2 separate regions of the Mus musculus genome follow, and region 1 is linked to region 2. The links are chromatin contacts, called in public HiChIP or PLAC-seq maps. All regions are on one chromosome and are shown on one strand. Each heading gives the region's core, a stretch centred on a gene start, on an enhancer-like site or on the middle of the called end of the contact. The rest is flanking DNA. Distances are from core to core; before and after follow the strand shown.

Region 1 (5,062 bases), core at 563-3,062, 110 kb before region 2:
TGTGTTCTATAACGTGTGAGTAGCTTGGGGGGAAGTCAGGGGTAGGGCATGAACCTCCTGGCCTGTGCTTAGAATCATTACAGAATCATCTCCCACAGAGGGAGCCATGACACTCCAACATACAGGCATCCTGAAAGCTCTGGTTTGCTCAGGTCTGTGGGGGATAAATGGGATGAACGAAAAGGGGTCTTAGCTTAGAATGTAAGGTCCCTACTATCTCCCCATTTTACAGATGAGCATGGAGATCACTGCCTGAGGTGCAAGTCCCCTGGCAAGCCACAGGGCTGGGACTGAAATTTAGACCTGAAATTGCTGCAGCTGACACACTGCTTACTGAATCCTCACACACTGGGCCGTTCTGCTATTCAGACAGTGGGGCCCAGAGACAGAATCTCTGCTAAACTTCCCTCTCTGAGAACACCCTGCCCAGGTTTGGCTGGACCCAAAGAATGTGCCCCGCCTCAGTGGTGACTGGGCGAGCCAACACATCCTGGTGGTGTGGAAGGGTGGGTGGGTGGCTAGACAGAGGGAAGCACTGGCAATAAAAGGCCAGTCGATTCTTTGTCCTGGGGAGGGAGATAAACACGTTCAAAGCTCAAAGCACCCTAGGATACGTGCCACAAGTCAGGCTTGCTATTCCGGCCTCCCAGCAGCTGCCTTTGAGAATGCTGAGGAAGAGAAAAAGGGTGTGAGGGGTGGGTCCTGAAATTCCACATACATGAGCTGGTCCTCACAGCCTTGGGGGCCCAGACAAAGCAGAGAAGGATCTTTTGTTTGCAAGGGCCCCTCCCACCATGCACTTGGCCAAATCTTTAGGAAAAGGCCAAAGGAAAAAGAAACTGAATCCAGCTTGCTTAAAGCCTCTACTTTTGACACTTATAAGAAAAAAAAAAATAGTGAATTTTATTTGGTGAGGCCCACTTTGGTTTTTGACCCAGGTCTCTCCCATGGTTTGGAACTTGTAATTAAGTTAGGCTGCCTGGATGCTTTCATGCCCAATCTTTTCACGTGGGTGCTGGTGATGAAACTCAGGTGTTTTACCACAGGGCTGTATAATATTCTCAATTCTCTCATTCTCCCACTTAGGTACAGATTTCAGGGGTGGGCCTGGGGGTGTGGCTTAGGGATAGATTGCTTGTATTAGATCGGCTCACTAATTTTTAAAAACAAAACCAACTAACCCCAAACCGGAATACTCCACCTCTCCAGTGTTGGCTTTGCAAGCTGTGAAAAACAAACCTAAGGAATAAGAAAGACTAGAACACTCATTTCCCCTCAATCCTTTCGACGTTTTTCATTCTGCTGCCCTGAGCAGCTTTGGCCGTCCTAGAACTAGCTCTGTAGACTCGAGTTGCTGGCCTCAAACTCAAGCTCCAAATGCGTCTGCCTCCTGTGCGCTGGGATTAAAGGTGTGTGTTGCCACTACCCTATGTACTGAGTTATATAACAAATACATCAAGTTGTGGCTTTTAAGGCAGCTTGAAGACCTAGAACAGGTTGCTAAGGGCTAGTGTGTGTGAGTGAGCTGGTTAGTATTTGCTCCTTGTAGTCTCCTAGCAAGCCCTCCCCTGTTAGTTGGGAGGTAGAGAGGTCGCCCAGGGTGGGCAGGGGCTACACTTTCTATTGACCACTGAATAATGACACCCTGGACTCATTAGCTTCAGCCAGGGCACAGGAAAGCCAAGCAGCCAAAGTCAGGAAGGACCTGGCCCCAGGCCCACAAGTTTCAAAGTTTTCAGGGTATTGACATAAACAATAGCCTGTTTCCATGGTAGCCAAGCCCAGGTGCAGATAAGAGCTGCCCTCTGGTTCTAGGCACTGAGAGCAACAGGTCTCCACCCCACAGGCCCTGATGTCACAGGCAGCAATTGCGGGGCTGCACCTCAAAGGTAAAACTATTATCACCTACTGGGTGCCAATCACCAGCCAGCTCACACACACTCTGACAGAGGGTGTCCGTAGAAAGTAACAAGCAAAGGACTGTTCCTAAAAATACCAGTGGGAATTCGTGGGAATCTCCCCCTCCCCCGCCAGCCAGACTCGACTCGGCCGGTTAGGACTCAGTGTTTAGACGTTAGGACACCTTACACCAAAGTCAATGTTTAGTGTACAAACGCTGCCTCCTCCAGCAAACCTAACTGGGTTGGAGGGGTTGATGAATCCCCTGGGCTTCTCTGGCAAAGCCAGCATCGCGCCAGACATGTTATGTGAGGACTCTTCAGGGAGTCCCCAGCCCTACAGAGCCCAGGAGTCTAGGCGAGGGTTTCAAGGCGCAGAGACGAAAGGGCGCATCTGCCTTACCTTCCTCCAAGCTCAGAGGTAAACAGATTATCATTCTAATATGTAGCCAGGTAAGGGGAAAAACAAAGCCAGAATACAATAGAGAAAGCAGAGCAGGGGATGCAGTTGGAGACTGCTTGCCTACAATGTACAGAGTCCAGGGCTTGATCTCAGCACAGTATACACTTTAAAAAAAGCTCAAGGTCCTAGTTGGCTACAGGGAGAGTCCCAGGCTAGCCCGGGATACAAGAGACCCTGTCACATACATATACATACCATCACTAAAAATGATGCAGGTTCCCTGCCTGAACCTCTGATCCCCACACTCCTCCCGGCCTGGAGGCCTTTCCGCCTCCATGGGTACTGCCAGCTTTTCTAGGACTCTGGTAACCCTTCTCCTCCGAGCTGCTTGCCTGTAGTGTGATGTGTAAGAACACTCATTCTTAGTCAGAAGGTATATGCCCAACTCTATCCCCATATGAGGTCTGGGCTGTATGCCTGGTGGAAACTGTACCCATGTTTGTTCTGTCATATGTAAACCGTCACCCGACCACTATAAGGATTCATAGCTGGAGGGTTAACATCAGCAATCGTTTCTCCTCGGGAGGGCAGGTGGAGGCACTCAGTACTGGGTCGAAGGGTGCAGGGGCATGTGAGAGATCCTATCTGAGAACATTTCCCAGAACACAGATTCCTGATGGTATCAGGCAAGAGGCCTGCTTAATTAAAAGCCATTGCCTCTACCTGGGCTCCATATCTAGGGTTCCTAAGAAGTCACGATGGTATCATGGCCCGCATGTTCTCTTGAGTCCCTTGCCTGAGGTTGGCCCTGGCTTCTCAGAAAAGGACCACCCTTTGCAAGAAAAGGACTGGCCCATTGTTAAATAACATCTGCACTCAAAGAGATGGTGGGTGGGGAGTGATCAGAGGCCCACACCACTGATTCCACTCCAAGAATGACAGGGAGCGTTTATGGAGCAAACATTTTATTTAATAAGTTATAAGATACACTTTATAGTCGGCATTTGATTCCAGTTCGGTCTCCGTGTCTATTCCGCCTTTCACATCCGGCTTCAGCTGCTCCAGGTCCTAACAGGTGGCTTTTAGCACCCACACCTCTCCAGCTGCTGTGCCTTGGTGCGGGACACCTACTCCACCCCTGCCACATTCATGAGAACCACCACACCCCATTGTGTGTGTGTGTGTGTGTGTGTGTGTGTGTGTGTGTGTGTGTGTGTGTAACACTCGCTCCAGCCATTTGACAGCCTGACAATGCTTACACCAAAACCTTTAGAGACCTCAGGTGGGTGCACGTGCTAGTGTCTTGGTCATTAAGGCCTCTCATGGGTCATAAGAGGGGTACCCATCCCTTCCAGCTTTTGCAAGGAGGAGGTCCTGAAATAATTTATCAGTGGTCTCTGCCATTTAGCAGCCGCAATGAACTCTGGGGGCAGCTGGCAGAGGCCCTGCATTTGGCCATGAGCACATGCCTTCAAGGCTGTTAATAAAGAAGTAGGCAGGTACAGAATTCCAAAAATGGGGTATGGAGTGTTCTGCATGCCTTCTGCTCCAGAGCTGGCTTTAGGATGAAGTCAAAGTGATCAGGGCCCCAAGACGAAGCCCAGGCATGGAGTATAATCTGGGTCAGACTTTCTTATTTGTTGTCTAGTCTTGAGGAAAGTGGGTTGCACTGTTCTTTGGCAAGTGGGGTGCAGGACCCCCTTCTGCAATGACATTCTTGTTTGGTTATCGCTTGAGTAGACCAGAAGCTTAGGAGAGCCAGTCAGTCCTGTCCATGTTCTTGTTCCGTCTGCAATGACCTTTGAAATTAAGAGTCTTGATTTGGGCAGAGGGCTCTGCACTTTTTTGGCCCCAGCTTGCTTTCTGAAGATGTCCCACATGACCTCGAGTCAAGTCTAGGGCACCAAGGCACTTGGAGTGAGCGGCAAGGTTTGGGATGGGGACGCTGGCCCACCAGCAGGCTGTGGACATTGTAAAAAATGAATTACAAACTAGCAACAAAAGCAACCGGAAGGGACACGTCCAGCATTGGCTATCAGATGCTTTAAGGCACGGTGACATGAAAGGGGCTACCGGGGATGTGCTCTTCCCCCCACTTCACAGCCAGAACGTAATCGCCCCTCTCCTTGACGACGTAGGTGACGTTGTACTGTTGCTTGCCCACATGCTTCATGGAGACCTCTTCACAGGGGGTGGTGGGCCCATGGACCCCAATCAACAGCATGTTGGACCCTGCGGGAAGAGGAGGTTGTTACTGACCTGACCAATCAGGACAAGCAGAGATGTGACAAAGGTAGAGAGATGAGGGATAACTGGCCGAGCTGGGATGATGGCACCAGAGTCCTTTCACTGGTGGCAAATCGTGGCCATGATCAGTAGAGACAACCTGATTTGGGCTCACATGCCAGCCCTCACACCCTTTGCTTTGGTGACCTCAGACAGGAAAAGCTCTCTACCTAAACTGCAAACCAGGAAGGCCACAAGCTGCCTCTTTTTTTGCTTTTTTTTTTTTTTTTAAAGACACAGAATCTCTGTGTAGCCCAGGCTGTCCTGGAACTGGCTCTGTAGACCAGGCTGGTCTCAAACTGAGAGATCCACCCATGTGCACCACCACAGGTAACTTTACCAGCTGCCTCTTCAAGCTTCTGTATGCCATAGAAGTGACTGAGTCAAACTCTTAGCACATAGAACTACAGAACTGCCAGCTGTTAGAATCTTATTTTTGAGAGAGCCTTAGGGAAAGCACACTGATTCCCACTTG
Region 2 (4,814 bases), core at 397-2,896:
GCGCTGCCACTTCCAGCAAGCTTTTGTTTTCTTAGAATGACCCAACAATGCTTTAGTAAGACCAAGCAGTGGTGGTGCATGCCTTTATCCCATCACTCAGGAGTCAGGGACAGCCAGGTCTCCAGAGGGAGTTCCAGGGCAGCCAGGGCTACACAGAGAAACTCTGTCTCAAAAAACCCCAAAACAAGCAGCACTCTCTGCCCCACCCCCACCCCCAAAGGTCTGTGAAACTCTCCAACTGCTTCCTGGTGTACTTGAAGACCTGAAGTCTAGACAGGTGGATGACTGTCAACTCACACTTGCGCCTCCATGGTTAACTTCCTCCCAGCTTCCTGCTCCCTGCCAGGTTTCCCAGAATAAAAGCCATTAGCAGGGCATGGCCAGGCCTGTTAGTGCAGGCCTGAAATCCCAGCGATTTGGGAGGCTGAGGCAAAAGGGTTGCTACTGAAGGGTTGTCTGAGCTATAGAGCAATAAATTAACAACTCAAAGTCAGCCTGGGCAACGTTGAAATCTTACCTCAAAATAAATAGCAAGATGAAGCTGGGCGTGGTGGCACCTGCCCAGCCCCTGGGAGGCAGAGGCAGGTAGCTCTCTAAGTTTGAAGTCAGCCGGTCTACATAGTAAGTTCCAGGATAGCCAGGAGGATGATAGAGAATCTATCTTTCAAAAAGTCAAGATGAGGGCTGGAGGGATGGCTTAGCAGTTAAGAGCACTGACTGCTTTTCCAGAGGTCATGAGTTCCAATCCCAGGAACCACAGCCCTCTTCTGGGGTGACTGAAGATAGCTACAGTGTACTTACATATAATCAATAAATAGGCCGGAGCGAGACAGAGGGGTGGGGGGGAGTTAAGATGAGGAATGGAGAGAAGAGTTTGATGGTAGAATTGCTTGCAGCACAGCATGCCTGAGGCAAAAGGTTTAATCCTCTCTCTCTCTCTCTCTCTCTCTCTCTCTCTCTCTCTCTCTCTCTCTCTCTCTCTCCCTCTCCTCTCTCCTCTCCAGAATAGGCTCTCAAGAATAGGGTAAGAACCTACAGACGCCAAGGTCCCTAAAAGTGACTGTTAAAGCATCTCCTAATAAGAATCCATAACCGGAGTTATCGCTTGGCCAAGTCTCCAGGGCAGCCTGGGAAAGCAGGCCGCGATGCTCCAGTGCTCAGGTTTCTAGAAGGCCTTTTCATTCTAGAGCACAGGAAATCCACACAGCACAAATGGCACAGCTGAGTGACATGGGAAAAGTGGCAGTCATCTAAGGCTCCTGTGAGGACAAGGGGTAGAACAGGGTCGTGTGGGACACTGAAGAAATGAAATGTTTTCCCAAATCACCCACAGAAAGAATCTCAAGAATGCTAAAATCCCAAGAACTCTACAACAGACAGAGGCAGAAGCCTGCAAGTGAGTGTAAAAGGCCGGGAACCTTTCCGGGGCTATTTGATATGGTGGGGTTGGGACCACCCAGGTGGCCACAGTGAAGACAGGATGGAAGCCGCCAGAGGGAAGTCCACAAAGAAAAATCAAGAAGGAGGGCAGGGAAGACACGTGAAGTAAGCCTGCGGAATTTCAAAAGCATATCTGGATGACCTAGAGCTATCTGTGTAATTGTTTACTGGTGATTGCAAGGCTGCACTCAGGGTGACTTCGCTCCAAGGCAAGTTATGTGAACTGCCCTTACCTGATAAGTATCCAAGATACCAATGCAACAGGAGTAGATATGTTACCTATTATTTGGAAACTGAGTTTGGAATTTAGACCCCATTGCTGGTAGTGGCGGAACAATCAGATCTTTAGGAAAATCAAGTCCTTCACTAGAGCAAGGAGCCATCTGGGTCCAGGACCTGCGACATCAGATGGCCTGAGGGCCCTGCTTAATATCCGTTGGATACAGACTAACCTGGCACACCAGGTTTGATGGCTGCAACAGATGCATACACCTGGTGACTGACTGCTGCAAATCCCTTCTCTTCACACATGAGAACAGAGAGCTGGCTATAATCACATAAAGTATACAGAAAGCAAAAAAGTTTTCTGTCCATCAAGACGCTTAAGTTCTGGGTCTGGAACTCAAGCTATCTTCCCACCTCTGCTGCCGGGCAAGGCTCGGCCTCACGTTTAACTGAGGCACCTCAGTCAGTTTCCTCGTTTGTGAAGTTAGGACTAACATCATTCCACAGATTGGGTTTGCACTCACAACCCTCCCGCCTCAGCCTCCTAAAGAGTGGGATTACAGGTGTGCCCCCATACACAACAGCAGCATTCTGTAAAGAACTCATTTAGTCCCTACCAATCAGGTTCTGATAAGATACTGGCTCCTATCAGGACTTACAGGTATAGTCTAGAAGTCTCCCACCCAACACACTTAATAAAAGGGCCCAGAAGTTCAGAGAGAAAAATGCAAACAACTATCCTTTGCTAGGCAGAGGCGGGCTCAGTGGGAGTGAAAGATAACTATTTATGTACACTCCTCCTGAGTACCAGTTTCTGGCAGTTTGCTTTTGCTGCTTGAACCAGGGTGCATAAGATGCTAACCTTATAAAAGAGCCTAAGAACGTGGTCTCTCCCTCTCCCTGTCTGTGTGTGTGTGTGTGTGCATGTGTGCCTGTGTGTGTGTGAGTGTGTGTGTGTGTGTGTGTGTCTGTGTCTGTGTGTGTTGGGAAGGAGGCAGGATTGTCTCTGCACCACCACAGGGATCTGGCTTGCTTCTGTGATCCTCTTCAGGTTACGAGAATACAGCTCCTTACCAGAAGCAGGTACTTGCCTTGAACAATTAAGAATAAAACTTGCACCTACCCACCAATAATAATACCATCCTTGGCAAATAGAAAGGAGAGAGGGCAACAAAGCAACAGATGTCCTCCCCAGAGTGCTGCAGAGCACGTCCGGATTCATCAGGAAGAAAGCAAGCAGCACACGCTGCATTTTCAGTTCCCCAGCAGGCTGACTGCAAGTCAGGTGTACAGTGAGAGCCTTGGTTTACCCCCAGATTAATGCTGAAATACTAATAATAACACTGGGTATCACTTCCCACCTTTAGAAACAGGCCTTCCCTACATGCAAGCTACAGGGGGTGGGGGGTGCAAACAAAACCAAAACCAAAACAAAACAAAAAAGAAAACCCAAGACACCACTTTTCTGTAGCATTTGCTGATCCAGGTGTTGTGGCGCCTGCATACTTAGAAGATGAGGCTGGAAGATTCCCAATTCAAGACCTTACCAAGTTCAGGCCCAGGCAACTTGTCAAGTTCAAAAGTTGTTTGGGCAATTTATTGAGCCCCTGACTCAAAATAAAAATGAAACTGGGCAGAGCATGTAGCTCAGGGGTAGCTTGCTTAGAGCACGAGAGCCCTGGGGCTCAGTCTCAAGTAGCAAAAGAAACAGGTTTTGTTTTTTCTTTTTTCTTTTCTCTGTTCCAGTGGCATTGTATTGGGTGTGCTATGGTGCTTGCCTGAGATCCTAGCACTTGGAGGGAGGGGGGCACAGCAAGAAGGTCAGGATCCTGTTCACTGTCCGCCTCCAGACAGGGTGAGATCAAGACTAACTCCAGATACCCTGTCGCAAACAAATTGAGAATGAAACGGCTGTTCTATGATTTATTTTTTCACCAATCATATCTTGATCAAGGAAAGCAAAAATTGAGAACCAGCCAGAGCCAACCACCCCCATATATAACCATCCACTTAACCACTTTGATAATCCTTGTTTAGTGATAAAAACAAATAATCCTTGTTTTTGAGGCAAGGTCTGATTATGTAGCCTCAAACTTACGATTCTCTTCTCTCGGCGACTGCATGGTTGCTGACTCCACTGTCAGTTGGTATTGAAGGACCACACTGTTAGCCAGCTACAAAAACTTCTCTATGCCAGGTGCTGAGTCCCACTGTGAGTTACCATGGCCTTTCCAAAGGGCAAAGCACAAAGCAAATAATGAAAGGCAAGAAAAGACAGAACTTAAAAACCCATCCATCCATTAAGAATAATTGTTCAAGGTTGGACATTTAGGCAAGTGATAAGAGCTTCCCCAGAATACATAGGGCCTGGGTTTAGTCCCCAGCCCTGGACAGGGGGAAAATCATATTCTGCTGAGAAAGTCAATCTTAGTTTGGTACAGACCAGTGAGCTGGCTCGGTGGGTAGGGCAGACCAGTGAGCTGGCTCGGTGGGTAGGGCAGACCAGTGAGCTGGCTCGGTGGGTAGGGCAGACCAGTGAGCTGGCTGGGTGGGTAGGGTAGACCAGTGAGCTGGCTCGGTGGGCAGCGGCATTTGGCACCAAGCCTGACGACTTTACTTTCATCCCTGGGACCCAATATTAAAAACAAAGGACTGACTCTACCCCAAGTTCTCCTGGAGCCTCCTCATGGATGTCCTGCACCTGCTCCCACATGCCCCTCCCACAATAAAATATATTATTAAAGAAAAAATTAGCATATTAGTGCCTCATCTTTTTTTGTAACAGTAAGAAAAGTCAATCTGCCCATTAATTAAGAAGCTTACAGGCAGTGGGTCCGAAACAATCGGCCTTTGTGGATCCAGCCCTGGTGAGCTCACCAGTGGCAGTGGGAAGATTTCATGTGCCTCTCTACGGAAACTTGGTCCTAATAAAAATCGTGCCCACACTGCCAGGGCTGAGGATGCAGCCAGCCCTCCTGCCTAGTCAACAAGTGGGCATCCTTTAGCCTGGGTGTGTGAGTTGTGGTGTCATGCAAAGCCTTCAAAGGTTCAAAGCTCCGAGCTTTATCTGAGTACTCTTCCAATCTGGAAACACATTCAAAATGCCAGGCTGCTGGTTTGAGCTGTATTTTGTTTGTTTGTTTGCTCAC

Evidence for each region. HiChIP or PLAC-seq counts read pairs in DNA pulled down with a chosen protein or histone mark.
Region 1: a contact with region 2 is called in an H3K27ac HiChIP or PLAC-seq map of extraembryonic endoderm stem cells. The contact joins two enhancer-like sites. A contact is called at or near these places in 32 of 484 Hi-C or Micro-C datasets (the 3T3-L1 cell line, 3T3-L1-derived adipocytes, the AML12 cell line and 22 more), 14 of 115 datasets of contacts at active chromatin or transcription factors (the HPC-7 cell line, the NIH/3T3 cell line, craniofacial prominence and 9 more) and 3 of 9 other capture datasets (adipose tissue, embryonic stem cells and liver).

What each region holds. Positions count from the first base shown.
Region 1 is chr14:7,949,776-7,954,837 of GRCm38.p6, reverse strand. Flnb (filamin, beta) reads right to left here. Exons shown (of 46, transcript NM_134080.1): 46 at 3,250-4,533. The coding sequence ends at 4,346. Among named protein-coding and RNA genes, the nearest start is that of Gm45521, 5.0 kb to the left of the region's middle. Within about 2 kb of position 1,812, at least 118 of the 459 cell types and tissues checked have an H3K27ac peak or open chromatin away from gene starts, as enhancers often do. A contact at or near this core is called in extraembryonic endoderm stem cells and trophoblast stem cells, where this site is marked.
Region 2 is chr14:7,836,958-7,841,771 of GRCm38.p6, reverse strand. The region is part of intron 1 of Flnb (filamin, beta); the gene reads right to left. Among named protein-coding and RNA genes, the nearest start is that of Flnb, 21 kb to the right of the region's middle. Within about 2 kb of position 1,646, at least 26 of the 459 cell types and tissues checked have an H3K27ac peak or open chromatin away from gene starts, as enhancers often do. A contact at or near this core is called in extraembryonic endoderm stem cells and trophoblast stem cells, where this site is marked.